Linked DNA regions of Mus musculus: regions 1 and 3 are each linked to region 2. Evidence: chromatin contacts called from public promoter capture Hi-C data. All regions are on one chromosome and are shown on one strand. Each heading gives the region's core, a stretch centred on a gene start, on an enhancer-like site or on the middle of the called end of the contact. The rest is flanking DNA. Distances are from core to core; before and after follow the strand shown. Region 1 holds the start of Rfx5 (regulatory factor X, 5 (influences HLA class II expression)). Region 2 holds the start of Ints3 (integrator complex subunit 3). Region 3 holds the start of S100a10 (S100 calcium binding protein A10 (calpactin)).

Evidence for each region. Promoter capture Hi-C pulls out the DNA fragments that hold promoters and counts their contacts.
Region 1: a promoter capture Hi-C map of second pharyngeal arch cranial neural crest shows a contact between it and region 2. The contact joins the promoter of Rfx5 here to the promoter of Ints3 in region 2. A contact is called at or near these places in 4 of 39 promoter capture datasets (cranial neural crest, frontonasal cranial neural crest, maxillary cranial neural crest and 1 more).
Region 3: a promoter capture Hi-C map of pre-B cells shows a contact between it and region 2, with 4 times the contacts expected there. The contact joins the promoter of S100a10 here to the promoter of Ints3 in region 2. A contact is called at or near these places in 2 of 39 promoter capture datasets (cranial neural crest and pre-B cells).

What each region holds. Positions count from the first base shown.
Region 1 is chr3:94,951,683-94,955,982 of GRCm38.p6, reverse strand. It overlaps Rfx5 (regulatory factor X, 5 (influences HLA class II expression)), which reads right to left and starts at 1,875. Exons shown (of 10, transcript NM_017395.3): 1 at 1,732-1,875; 2 at 837-968; 3 at 598-631; 4 at 155-237. The coding sequence starts at 949.
Region 2 is chr3:90,432,128-90,436,840 of GRCm38.p6, reverse strand. Ints3 (integrator complex subunit 3) reads left to right here and starts at 3,205. Exons shown (of 30, transcript NM_145540.3): 1 at 3,205-4,037. The coding sequence starts at 3,891.
Region 3 is chr3:93,552,970-93,557,445 of GRCm38.p6, reverse strand. S100a10 (S100 calcium binding protein A10 (calpactin)) reads right to left here and starts at 2,329. Exons shown (of 3, transcript NM_009112.2): 1 at 2,235-2,329.

The sequences.
Region 1 (4,300 bases), core at 626-3,125, 4.5 Mb before region 2:
GGAACACAACCCGGGTCCTCTGCCAAGGGCAGCCAGTGTGCTTAACCCCTGAGCCATCCCTCCAGCCTCCTCGTCCTCATCTCCTACTTTTTGACTCAATACAGTGAGACTCAAAATCAGAACCTGTGACATATAAACACTACCACCAAAGTACCTCTTCTCGCCAACGCTGGGCCCCGATGGGAGCTGAAGGTAGAGGTACAGCTTGTCGTTGTCCGAGAATTTCTGTACTTCTTGCTGAGGCAGAAGGGAACAGAGGTGGAGAAATGAAGCCACGGGTCCAGTGAATGATCTTCTGAGCTCGACCATACCAGCTGACTCGATGTCAGGTTGTCAGAATGAAAGGGGACCTAAGAAATGACTTGAGGTTGGGTGCTCACTGTGCTGGCAACCTTATGGGCTTGTCATGGAGAGAACGGGAGAAAGGGCAAGGGGCTGGGTCTGATTTCATCTCCTACATAGGTCACAGAAGGATAAAGTATGATCCTCACACGTGGACAGCACCGCCTCTCCCCCATGAACCTTTATTCTCTCACATCAACATCACCCTTACCCTTCAGCGATGGCACCTGTATTGTCCCTTCCCAGCATGCTTACCAGAATTCCCTCTACTTTGTTCTGCACGGCCTTGCTGTGGAGAAGAAGAGAAAGCTGGAGGTCACAAGGTTTCCCCATCCCTTTGTCTGACTGCTAGAGACAGAAAAAGGACCAAACAGCTACGGACCACAGACCTCAGCCTGCCTGCTCTGAAACACTTGCCTGAGGAAGGAGTGCAGGGCAACAAGGATCTACAGCTGGGTCTGGAACAGGGTTTGGAGACAGAGACAATTACTTACGAAATGGTACCTCGGAGCCTTTGGAGGAGGGTGGTAGGTTCTCCAGCGTCAGCACCACCTTGGGGCCTTGCCCCAGTCTTGGGGCTCTTAGCATCAGGTTTATCTTCTGCCATCCCAGCATGAGGGCTACAGCTGAGAGAGGAGATCGCTGAGGATTTAACTACTACCAAGCTTCCTTTCTCCTAGAGACCCCAAGGCAGTCCTCCTGTCTCTACCCAGAAATACAAACAGAAGCAAAGCTTCCTCCAGTGGTTTTCCACACCACTTGCCTTCTCTAAAATTAGAATTATTCTGTTACTTTATCAGGCCCTTGTATACCCAAAGAGATCTCTGACATCTCCATTCTATATGTCCCACCTTTTGAAGTCTCCCAAATCTGGAAAACTGTTATGGGAAGGGATAGGGGTGGAGAAGTCCACGTTAAAAGAAATCTTACAATTTCTCCCAGTGCTGCAACACCTCCAGCCCCCCCCCCCCCAAGCCCCTCCAGCCGCCCCCCCTCAACACCTATAACGACAAGTCAAAGTTCTCCGATCCTCTAATAGACTCCTCGCCATTGATTTTGCCTGGAAGGTCGGAAGGGATACAAACATACTCGGCCTTTCCAGGTTTGAAAAAAACTGGGCCCAAGTTCTCATTACTGAGTCTCGCCACGGCTTCCCCCGCTGCCCCCCTCGCCGCGGCGCGGACCCTACGTCATCCCACGACATCCCACTCCGAAGCGTCCCCACTCCCCTCGGGCCCCTCCACCCCAACCCCAGGTGCTGGGCTAGGTCTCCGAACTCAGGGGGCTGGGCGCAGGAAACCCTGCGGGGAACAGGGTCCCAGATTCGGGCACGTGCGCAGGGGCAAGGAGCTGGTCCTGCTAGCTCCGGAGTGCTGTTGCCCCTCCTACCTCGGAACCGTCGCCTTCCAGCACGGACATTAGATAGGTGAGAGAGAAAGAGAAACTACCCTGTGGCTACCTCAGCTCCTGCCCAGCCCCACGGTGCCCAGCCGGCGGGCTCGTGCGTTGCTTTTATTTTTCCTTTTTCTGAATGGTTATGCCAGCCGCGATCTGCCTGGATACACGCACGGCCTGCTCTGTGATTGGCCGTTGCTGCCTCCAAGACGAAGGCAGTGAAAGTCTGCCTGGTAACAGAATATGATTGGTCGAGAGGGGAGGGAAAATCCAAAGTTAGTCTTATTTGAGTCAAGAGGGGGAAGTCCAGGTTGGTTTCGGTTAAAACTGGGGTCGGTTAGGTCTGCGGGCCCGGAAAGGGTTCTGTTCTTAAAGGGACCGCAGGATGAAAGCCCGGGCGCTTGGCTGCTTCTGGAGCATCTGGTCTTTTGCTTTCTGATCCTGTGCGTTGTAAAATCAGCGAGAAGAGGATAAGGGATCGACCGCGGGCTTTACTTGGGAAGATTTACGTAGATGCCGTCTAGGATCCAAGAACCACAGACAGGAGTTACAGGGTAGGAAAGTGATTGGCTAGTTGTAGCTGGGGAATAAGATGAGTTAAAAATGTAAGAAGGTTTGATTAAAAAAAAGCCAAACAACTCTATTACTGGGGCGTCGATAAGGACGTGGAAAGCACGAATCTATAAAAGCAAGTTACTTTGGTTGTGAGAACCAAATTTCTTAGGTTTCAGGAACTCTGTTTAAACAAAATTGGGGAGCTTTACAAAATGGAATGGCCACAGATAGCTACCATGTTTGATTGTTGCCTTTGGTTGTCAGAGCTGTCCGAAATAATCAGTAGGTGATATTTTTAAATTTTTGCTAGAAAATGATGTCTACTGATGGAAATTCGTTATAAAGTCCTGTAACTTTAATAAAATAAAATAACACAAGTTGAACCATTCGTCCTTCCCTCTTTGCTTACCCATCCCTGTGGCCAACAGCCTCTAGGATTGCAGGCTTCCCCTCATTCCACAAAGAATCTGCAAATCCTTAGCAGCTGTACCACATTAAGAGAAAATGTTTTTTTCTCTGTTGTTAGCCGTGGTATCGCCATTTTATAAAGTGCCTCCGTTCTAGTTAAGCCAAAGCTAATGCCAACTCATTTTCCAGATTTCTCCTCACCCTACCCCTCCTACCTGGGTAAACCACAGGAGATGTTTATTGGTTGCCTGACCCTGTCTGTCTCGCTACCCATAGCAACTGCTGACACAAAAGGAAATGGTATGGTCCTTCCACTTTAGACACTTGGCCCCACCCCCTCTGCAGGTATGCTCTAGAATAAAGCCTGTCTGTTGAGCCTCTAGTCCTCCTCTGTATTTTCTCCTTGCCCACCTTTGCCTATTCATGTTTCCGTTTCCTGGGTGTACTTCATCTCCTTCCTAGGGGGCACACTCCTGGAGTTCCCTGCTTGGTGGTGAACACTGGAATTTTGGTCAAGTAGAGGAAAAAAGAATTTAGTACTGTGATAACTTTTCCCTTCAGGTGCTTAACCCTCTTTGTTAAGATTTGTTGAAATCGTGATGAAAAATGCACGGGCAAGCTTTTGTACCTCTCTCAAGTGTTCGTGGTCCCCGGGTCAACAGTCTTGTCACAGCAGAGATGTGACACCCAAGTCATATTTCCAGTTCTGACTGGTGTGCTTCTGTAAAGGAGGGGGGAAGATGGAGGTGCTCGTGGTCTGTCCCCACACCCGGACTGAGACCCCCATTTCCCCTACCGTGAGAAGTGGACATGAATCTTTCCTTTGGAAGAGGTAATGAGTTCAAACAAGTTCTCTTTAAAGGAATCTGTAAAGAAAGATGCCATTGGACAGACCCCCTCCAGTCAGTCTTTTCCTAGAGATAATCTGCTCAAGGTTGCTCTCTGAGTTGAAGTCATTTCCTGTGCTAAAAGTCACACTTTGCTAATACTGTGCTGCTTGAGGGTACCCAACCAAGACCTGAGGCAGCCTCCTGACCACGCAGAACGAGGCACAGGACCTCTAGGTTGGCAGGCCTGGGCTGTATAAGGAAGGGACCCAAAGTTGGGTAGGGGAGTAAGCCAGGAAGCACCTCTCCTCTGTGGTTCCTGCCTCTGCTCCTGCTGGAGCTTGAAGTGGAAACGTAAGGGTTCTTTGGGAAGTCAGTTGTGTTGGATGGTGTTTTGCTGGGGCAAACACGTGGAGTGTTTTCTTGAAGTGGACACAGGTGAAGACTAAGAAAAACTCGTGAAGAAACATTTCACTGAAGCAGACACAAGAGAAAGAGAGAGGTGTTCTGCTAAAGCAAGCACGTGAAAGGACGCATGGTGAAGGATTCTTTGCTAACAACATGCATGTATTGGTCCGCCTTACATTGTGCATTTGAGCTCCATTTGTCTGGACTCCGAGGGCTCAGGCTGATTGGATGCAAGTGCTGAGGCAAGGCACGGGGAGGACACGTGATGTTTGGAGGGCATAAATAGGACTCCAGAGAGTAATGGAGACGGAGCTTGGCTTGCTGGTACAAACTAGCTGTACAATGCTTATGGGTTTTGCATCTTC
Region 2 (4,713 bases), core at 1,956-4,455:
GCCTCGAACTCAGGGATCTGCCTGCCTCTGCTTCCCAAGTGCTGGGATTAAAGGCATTCGCCACCACAGCCCAGCAGAAAATAACTCTTAAACCAGTGTGGGGGCACACACTTTTAATCCCAGCACTTGGGAGGGAGAGGCAGTTAGCTTGAATCTGAGGCCAACCTGGTCAACACTGAGTCCCAGAATAGCACGTTCTTGAACACCTCTCCCCACCAAAAAAAGTTTTACTCCTATGCCACTATTTAAAGAAAGTATTCTTGGGGATGGAGAAATAGATTTGTTGTTTTTCTGTTTTTCAGTATTGGATATTGAATTTAGGGCATCACATGGTTGGACAATTGCCCTACCTACCAGTGAGCTATGTCCCAGCCTGTGATAAGCTTATAATATAATTTCTACTTTGCAAGTTGAATATCCTGAAAAGTATTTTGTAATATCACATTCTAAGAGGAAATAGAAGATAATTCAGCTATTCTTGTGCTATTACAGCAGAGTTCAATGACATTTACTTTTCTGGAGGGAATTACTGGGAATTGAACATAGGACTTCTTCACCCAGGCTAGGTAGTCACTTCCTCTACCACTGAGCCTTGGTCCTTATTTTATACCAAATCATTGAGAAACAAAACATAGGAAAAATAAAAAAAAAATACCTATAATTTAAAAAATAGAATAAACCTCTAATCTCCACACTTAGAAGGCTAAAGCAGAAAGTTTTTTTGTTTTGTTTTGTTTTGTTTTGTTTTGTTTTGTTTTTTGAGACAGGGTTTCTCTGTGTAATCTTGGCTGTCCTGAAACTTCTTCTGTACATCAGGCTGGCCTTGAACTCAAAGATCTGCCTGCCTTTGCCTCTGGAGTGCAAAAAACAATACATAAATAAACAAATGTCAGAGGGAGAGCTCAGCTGGCTACTGTGCATGCATGAGTATCTGAGTTTGATCACTTGCTCCCACGTTAACAATGGGGCATGGCAAGAAGCTTGTGACAGACGCAGTGCCAGGGAGGTGGAGGTTGACAAATCCTTGGGCCTGCTGCTCAGCTGCCCTAGCCCAAACACAAACCCTAGGTTTCTACAAAACAAAAACCAAAAATAAAAAACAAAACAACAACAATACAAAACACAATGTGGATTGTCCCTAAGGAATAACACCAAACACATCTGAGTGAACACATGCTTGCTTAGGCACTATATATATATATATATATATATATATATATATATATATATATACACACACACACACACATATAGGCTCTAGAAACCCAAAGTCCACTCCTCGCACTTCAGGACAAACAATTTTTACATTGTTCCATCTCTCCAGCAATTCACTCCTCTTTCTTCCTCTTCCTTTATTATTATTATTATTACTATTATTATTATTATTATTGTTTTTTTTTCAAGACAGGGCTACTCTGTGTAGCCCTGGCTGTCCTGGAACTCACTCTGTGGACCAGGCTGACCTCGAACTCAGAAATCTGCCTGCCTCTGCCTCCCAAGTGCTGGGATTAAAGGCGTGCGCCACCACTTCCTGAGTGAATGCAGCTTTGCAGATGGAAGGCAAGCACCCCAGCGCCAGCCCCCACTACACTATACAGTGCTTATTTAAAGATGCTATAAAGCACAATTGTGGTGGTGCACACATGCAGTCCTAACTCTTGAGAGGATCAGGAAAGTCATCCTTACCTACATAGGAACAAGTGTCTCAAAAAACAATAAATGAATTTTTAAAATTAAAAAAAGCACATGGAAGTTCCCTGGCAGGGCATTTACCTATTTTGAATTCCTGAGTTCAATCATCAGTACCACAAACAAACCCAGTACACTTCAAAAAAAAAAAAAAAATGGAAAGAATATTCAGTATTATACATCTTTTTTCCTTCCTTCTTTTCTTTTTTCTTTTTTTTTTTTTTTTTTTGTTTTTTTGAGACAGGGTTTCTCTGTGTAGCCCTGGCTGTCCTGGAACTCACTTTGTAGACCAGGCTGGCCTCGAACTGAGAAATCCACCTGCCTCTGCCTCCCGAGTGCTGGGATTAAAGGCGTGCACCACCACGCCCGGCCCTTTCTTTTTCTTCTTTCCATCCAATACATGTGTCCCGGTTATATTAAGCTATTGTAATGACTTGTTTGTAGTTCCGAGGCTGAATCAGTCCTTTACCTAGAAGTTATTCAAAGCTTACTCAGGAGGATTGTAGAATGCCAGAAGTGTATTTGGAGATCGGCCAGTCCGGGTCTTATTTTATTTGTAATTAGGATACAGAAGTCCCTGGGAGGCAGAAAGAATGCCACAAAAGTGAGGCCAGCTTGGGTTCAAGAGTGCTTCACTCCCAAAACAGTAGCTATGGAACTTGGAATTCTTCCAAGGACATTGTTAACAATTTACCTGCCCACTGGCCTTGAAAATGGATAGTGCAGGAAAATAGGCCTATATCTACAAATGGGGGACGGAAGGGGAACATGAATTTGATGGGCCAGCTTCCCACGTATTAGGATGGCAGGCATATATTACCACACCCACCTTAGAGCTGTGGACAGCAATAGGCTCATACGCCTAAAAATGAAAAGTTCTGTTGAGAGACGCACGGTAAAAGAACTCTCATACAATCAAGCCCTACTATGATCACAACAAACCACAACTCTCAATGGATTGTGTGTGTGTAAATACAATAGGCTTCAGTGACATTTGTCAGTCCCAGAGTCTCAAAAGACGAGGTCCCATCACTTAGTAAACTGTGTTAAAGCGAGTGCTGGTACGATTCTAACTATTTGGTTTGCACTAGAGAATCAATGCACTTTTTTTGTTTTCAAATTGTTACTAATAATTGCACACCCAAGAGCTCATACAATCGGCCGCGTGTAGCATTTTTAGTTCAGGAAGTAGCTTCAGACCCTGAGGGCGTTTGCTACGCGACTGCGTAGGGGTTGGGACTCGGCAGCTCCTTTTCCTGAATAGACACTTATGGGCTAGGTTTCCATCCTCCCAGCCTACTACCCAAGGACAACGTTCCGAACACCTGTAGGGAGTGGAGCAAGAGGGAAACGTCGCGCATGCGTGTTGGCGCGCGCAGGCGCAGCCCGGCTTTTTCCGGATCGCCCAGCAGTAGCACCCACTCCGTACCTCCCGTCCCGCCTCCAGATGCAGAGGAAGGATGCGATTGGGCACACTTGTTGCCCGTCAGACCAGACTCAATTCTTCTCCCTACAATTGGCAGCCCGGGAAAAGGCCAGTCCGCCGTCGTCGGCTTACTCCTTAGAGACCTGGCGCCACCGCGGAAGCCGCTATTGGCGGACGCCCGGGACCGCGACTGCTCACTTCCGGCGCCGGCGACGACTCTGCCCGCTCGGGCACTCTCAGCCTCCCCCGCCCTTCCACCATGGCCGCCTCTGTGTGGTGTGGGGAGAAGCTGGTCCTCCCATAGCGCTCCTGCTGCATCCTCACCCGCTAGGGGCCGGATTCCAAGGAACCGCGTTTCCCAATCCCGCCGGGAAGGTTTCCCACTCCCAATTCAGGGCCAGGACTCCTTCCCACGCCTCGAGAGGCAGAAACTTAGGGTTTCCCCTCCTTTCAGGATAAGAAGCCAGAGGGTTTCCCCCTCCACTTCTGCAAGGGTGGCAGCCTTGCCTATCTCCCTGCAGGACACAAGACCCTTAGTCTACCATACTTCTGCGCAAAAGCTTTGCCCCAGCCCGGCCACTCCTGAGGGAGCATCTAGAGAACCCGCGCCTTCCCCCTCCGCAGGAGAGGAGGCAAGAGTGCGGAAAGCCAGGCCTGTCGGCCTCCCTCCCACTTGTTCCTCTTGCTCCTCGTCCTTGGCAAGCCAGAGTTCTCCATTTCTAGGACTTAACACCCGTCTACTCCCTTGACCTCTTCTGGTCTCTTGGCTGCAGCCATGGAGTTACAGAAGGGAAAGGGGACCGTAGCAGCTGCTGCATCAGGAGCAGCGGGAGGTGGAGGAGGAGGAGCGGGAGCAGGAGCCCCAGGAGGGGGGAGGCTGCTACTTTCAACCAGTTTGGATGCCAAGGATGAGTTAGAGGAGGTAGGTGTGGGGGGTGGGGAAGGGAGTAAGGAATTGGGTTGAGGAGGGATGCTGGATCGCATATGGGGTGGGGGTGGGGAGAAAAGGCCTTCAAGTTTATTTTATTTATTTATTATTATTATTATTTTTTTTTTGTAAGGCAGAAACATTGCTCTTGCTTCCTGCTTCTGGAGGAAGAAGTGTGGGTCAATTTCCTGGACAGGTTGCCCTAGTAACAGCTGCCGCTATTAAGAAAATGGGTGTGAGGGGTGTTGGTTACAGAAGGGATGTAGCATCAGTACTGACCAAAGTTATTTTCATTTCTTCCCACATACACACCAATAGCTATCTAAAATATCCACCCTATTTGAGAGTGTTAAGTTGAAAAGTATATATGTGTTTACAGGCAGGTGTCTGAGGATTGGCAACTTCCTACAGACTTGGCCCCTCTTCTTAGATGGTATCATTGACTGTGTGTGGATACAGACACTTGTCAGTGATTTTAACCGAGCATTTATAGAGTGAGTGAAGACTTACAAGTAAGTAGTATCTAGTTTGGTAATATCAGTCATAGCAGTGGGGTGAGCCAGTATATAGGGGACTGCTTTCCTTAGTACCAGAGAGTACATACACACACGAAGGAGAGGTACGGGAGGCAGAGGCAAGTGGATCTCTGTGAGTTTGAGGCCAGCCTGGT
Region 3 (4,476 bases), core at 1,080-3,579, 3.1 Mb before region 2:
ATCCAGAGGACATTTTTGAATCTGACCCTTACAGTATATTTGGGGTAGGAATGAAATGAAAACAATGGATTTTAGCTCAGACTTTCTCACCAACTAAAACTTGCATACTACAGACATGGTCTGCTAAAGGAAGCTCCAGATGCAATTCAATAGGAAGAAAGAACTCTAGCTCAACCAAGAGCATCCATTTTTCCATGAGGGGTTGTCATGAGTCAGCAACCCAACCAACAACATCAGCTACATGGACAAGTGAGAATTATTTAGTTGAAGGGTTGAAAGTTGTCTTTAAAAGTCAATCAGTCCCTCCCTGCCTCCCTCCAGGGGTGGTGGTCCTGAAGAGCTAGACCCTCACACTGCCAAGCCTGTTACTCCCTTTGCTTTTGAGGTGTGATTCCTAAGTTGTGAATCCTGAGAGCCCATCTTTCCCCAGCACTGTGAGCATTAATTTATTTCATAATTCTGAAAGAATCCTATTGTTCTCTTAGCTAGGCTTAAATGAATGGAATGTGTCCAAGGCATATCAAATACTTATGTATTTGCTGGGAGGTGGGGAGACATGACTCCATGACACACTCTCTCTCTCTCTCTCTCTCTCTCTCTCTCTCTCTCTCTCTCCTGTCAGTAGAAAGCAGGGAGGTATCCAGCCTCAGCCCCACCCAGCCCAGGGCCTGACCACATTGGGGTGACTGCTCAGAGGCTGGCCAGAGGCCAGGCATAAGAGGACAACGGCCCATTTGATGTTGTATTTAGGAAAAGCCAGGGAACAGCATCACTCAGAAATTAGGGGAACCCAAATAACTGCTCTATGCCAAGCAGACCAAAAACAAACAAACAAACAAACAAACAAACAAACAACACTACTCTTAGACTGTCAGTGACAGTGCATAGGCAATGGGAGGAGGACTAAGGTAAATGAAATTTCAGGGAGTTATATGAACTCCTCCTTCCTGCTCCAACGTCGGGCATTATCGTTTGCAATTTGCTGAAACACACCGAAGGCAAGCTCTCTGACAGAGAGTTTCTACCTAATTTGAAGTATAACATGCAAAAATCCACTCCTGGAAGCTGAAACTGAAGCTTGGGGAATGGGGGGGGCGGGGGGGAGAGAGACAGACTTGGAATGGTTCTGCCAGTCTAATTACTGCCCTTCCAGGCAGCTCAGACAAGAAACCCCTCCTGCAGGTTGGTGGCCAGTTAGTTGTGACTCATTTCCTCTTGGAAAATGCCCTGGAAGATGGCACAGTTCCTCTTTTCCTTCAGGGAGCGATCTGTTCAAACCATCCACAGAGAATCAGCAACCAGCTAGGCCACACCCAAGGTCTCACAGCTGAGTCACAGGCCACAGATCACTAGGAGAATCCAGGAACCCTTTGTGCTAGCCCCACCCTGCAGAATGTGTCTGGCTTTCCTGGGGTGGGGGGTGGGGGTAGGAAAATGAGGGAGGTGGGTCCTGTGGATTTCAGAATGTGGATCCGGGCTCTGCTGGTCTGTCACATTTCTGTTTTGCTTGCCACCCACTCAGCAATTTCTCCAGAGTCCTCCCAGGCAGGGCTAGGAAAGAGGTCAGTCATTCCTGTTGCCAAGCTCAGGCCGTGAAGCAGGTACGTCCCTCTCACTGCACCACATGAAAATTAATCCCAGACTGAAGATTCTTCACCAAGCCTGCTCTCTCGTTCCATCTCTCTCTGGTTCCCTTTATTTAATCCGAGTAGCTAGAGGAACACTTGGTAGAGAGACAGAAAGTCCTACTTTAAAGATCCTTCCGAAGCAACCTGGAATTTGCACTGAGGCTAAGGCAACAAGCAGAGCAGGGTCCTTCAGAAAGGGAATCCTCCAGCTGCCAAGCCTCCAGTCCTCCCTGGCCAAAGCGGCTCAAACAGCCTGAGCTCTGCCTGTAGCCTGAAGCTTCATGGAACTGCCAACTAGGACAGAGCGCAAGCAGGTTCTGCTAAACTCCAGTTAACTCTAAGACTAGTTGCAAAGTAGAAAAGATGAGAATGAAGAACCACATGCCGAAAAGGAGAACAGAACAGCGGCTCCAACGCCAGGATGGGGTAGCTCCAGACAAGACTGGCCTCCGCCCCAGCGAGTCTGGGGGCATCCGAAGCAGTGTGCGAGCTGGAGGGGTGGCCCCACCCAGGCTCGCGGGGCGCGGCTCCTCGCGAAGCCTGGCTGGAGGCCGAAGCAAGCGGGTGTGGGGTTCCCAGAGGGCAGATATTAGGTGCGGGACTCACCTGGGCCCCGAAGCGCAGCAGTCCTTGGAAGAGCTGGGCACACCACGATGAGGCTAGTGCCGAAGACCGCGCGTCTTTGTACGCGAGGCGGGTACAGAGGGCGGAGGCGCCCCGGAGCGGGAGGAGCCTGGAGGGCAGGCATCTGCCCTCCCCACCCATCCCTCCCTTCCTGCCCCCCACCCCGCCCCACCAGCGCTCTCTCTCTCTCTCTCTCTCTCTCTCTCTCTCTCTCTCTCTCTCTCTCTCTCTCTCTCTCTCTCTCCTTCTCTCTCCAAAACACAAGGCAACACACACGCACACACACACCCTTCCCACTCTGCCAACAGACTAACTTTGCCCGTCCCCAGGGACAGCCCTATTGTAAACGTCCCTGCGGAAGAATGCTCTTAGTATTTCAGGGCATTCTCATCCAGGGCCGTGCCCTTCCTCTCAGGTTTGATTTTAGAAAGTGGGTGAGTGTAGAAATAAGAATCCAGCCGTCTCGGGAGGCACAATGGCCAGAACCAGAGCCAAGAGCCTCTGCGAGAACCTGCAGGGTTAGGAATAATTTCCTAGATAAGCAGGAGGAACGCTTCTACACCTAGCTTGCTCTAGGACCTGGTCTTGGGGTCGCCTGTGTTGAGTGCAGAAGCAAGGCCCCTGGGCTTCAGCCTAGCCTTGCCACCACTGAGTGGTGAGGATCAGGGCGTGTCCTAGTGCTTGTCAGCTTCAGGAGCTTCTTTGTTACAGGGTTCACCTTTCCTGGTACAGTTTGTGATTTTGCTTGGTCGATAGTTTCAGCTGTGGCCAATATTACTAAGATCTGTTTCGGAGCCCCCTTCTTGACTCTACTTGGCTCTAAAAAGCTCTTTGGAAGAAACTTCTGGAAGATATTTAGAGACGACTGAAGTGTATCCTAACTGACAACCACACCCTTCCCTGATACTTAACATTATTTGTGGTTTGGGATTAAATGCAGTTATTGGTGACACAGCCCAGTCCCTAGCACTGGGGTTTCCCCTGTTCCCAGGGGAAGTCCTAGAAAGGATGAGAGATTCCAAAGGGATAAACAGAATTAGGGAATTCTCTATGCGCCACCACGTGACAGTCTCGGCAGAGGTCAGGAAAATCCAACTTGGATCAGCTCTGTTTTCTCCAGGGTCTCTGAAACCTCAGTTCTGGCTCTTCAAAAGCAGTTTTTCCTTCCAAATCTTCCCACAGGCCTCCCCAGGTCGTCGCAGCTGTGGAGGAAATCTCAGGGAAAATGTGATCGAATTTAGAATACTCCTACTCACTGGTTTTCTGGGGCATGAGCCTTAGAATGTTTAGTTTGTGCTAGAGCCTGTTGATTCAGAGATGGGGAATCAGTTTCTTCTTTCAAAGAGCGCCGAGGTTTCTGAAGATATTGTAAACAATTCCCTATGGTTGATGAGCAGTACAAGAATGTTGGACAGGGGCTTCTAAGGCCCCATAGTGGGGCAACAGTCTGATTCACAGAGGAAGCAACATTTGATAAGAACTCAACAATTAATCATTGTGATTCTTTAATCTGAAAATCTATTATAACCTTTTGGGCAGGTATAGAGGTATAGAGGTGTCGGAGTGCTTTTTAAAAAGTTATTGTGTGTCTGTGCATGTGCCTCCATGTACATGTGTGCCAGAGCACATACGTGGCACTGTGAGAACAGTTTTCAGGAGTCAGTTCATTGGTGTGGAATTTGGAGCTAGAACTCAGGTCATCAGGCTTACACAAGAGCACCTTTACCCTCAGAAACCCCATTGACCCAAATACCACATTCCCTTTGTGGAGGGTTTGGAAAACAGCAGCTAAAACAATAATTATTTATAAATGTATGGACCAAATAATAACTATTTTCATGTATTTTGTTCTAGTCCTATACATATGGTTATATTGATTTTTTTATATTGATTTTTTTTTAGATTGACAGTATCCTCTTTTGTTCCTTAGTATTCATTCTCTCCCCACCCCTCAATATTTTTGAGGTGCCAGGCTTAATCGGGATTGAGCCCAGGTCTTCTCACATGCTAGGTAAGTCCTCTACTACTGAGTTCTATCTCTGGCCCACTTTTGCTTTTTCTGTGTCGCTGTTTATCAAGATCACCATGATCACTCACTCGTTTCCCCCCTTTTCGTTCCTTTAGTGATTTTTTTTTTCAATCTGCTAGCAAGGCTGTAGGATTCTGGAGTCCTAGTGGGTGCCGCCCCACAAAGATGCTGAGGGCACATGATGAACAGAGCCAG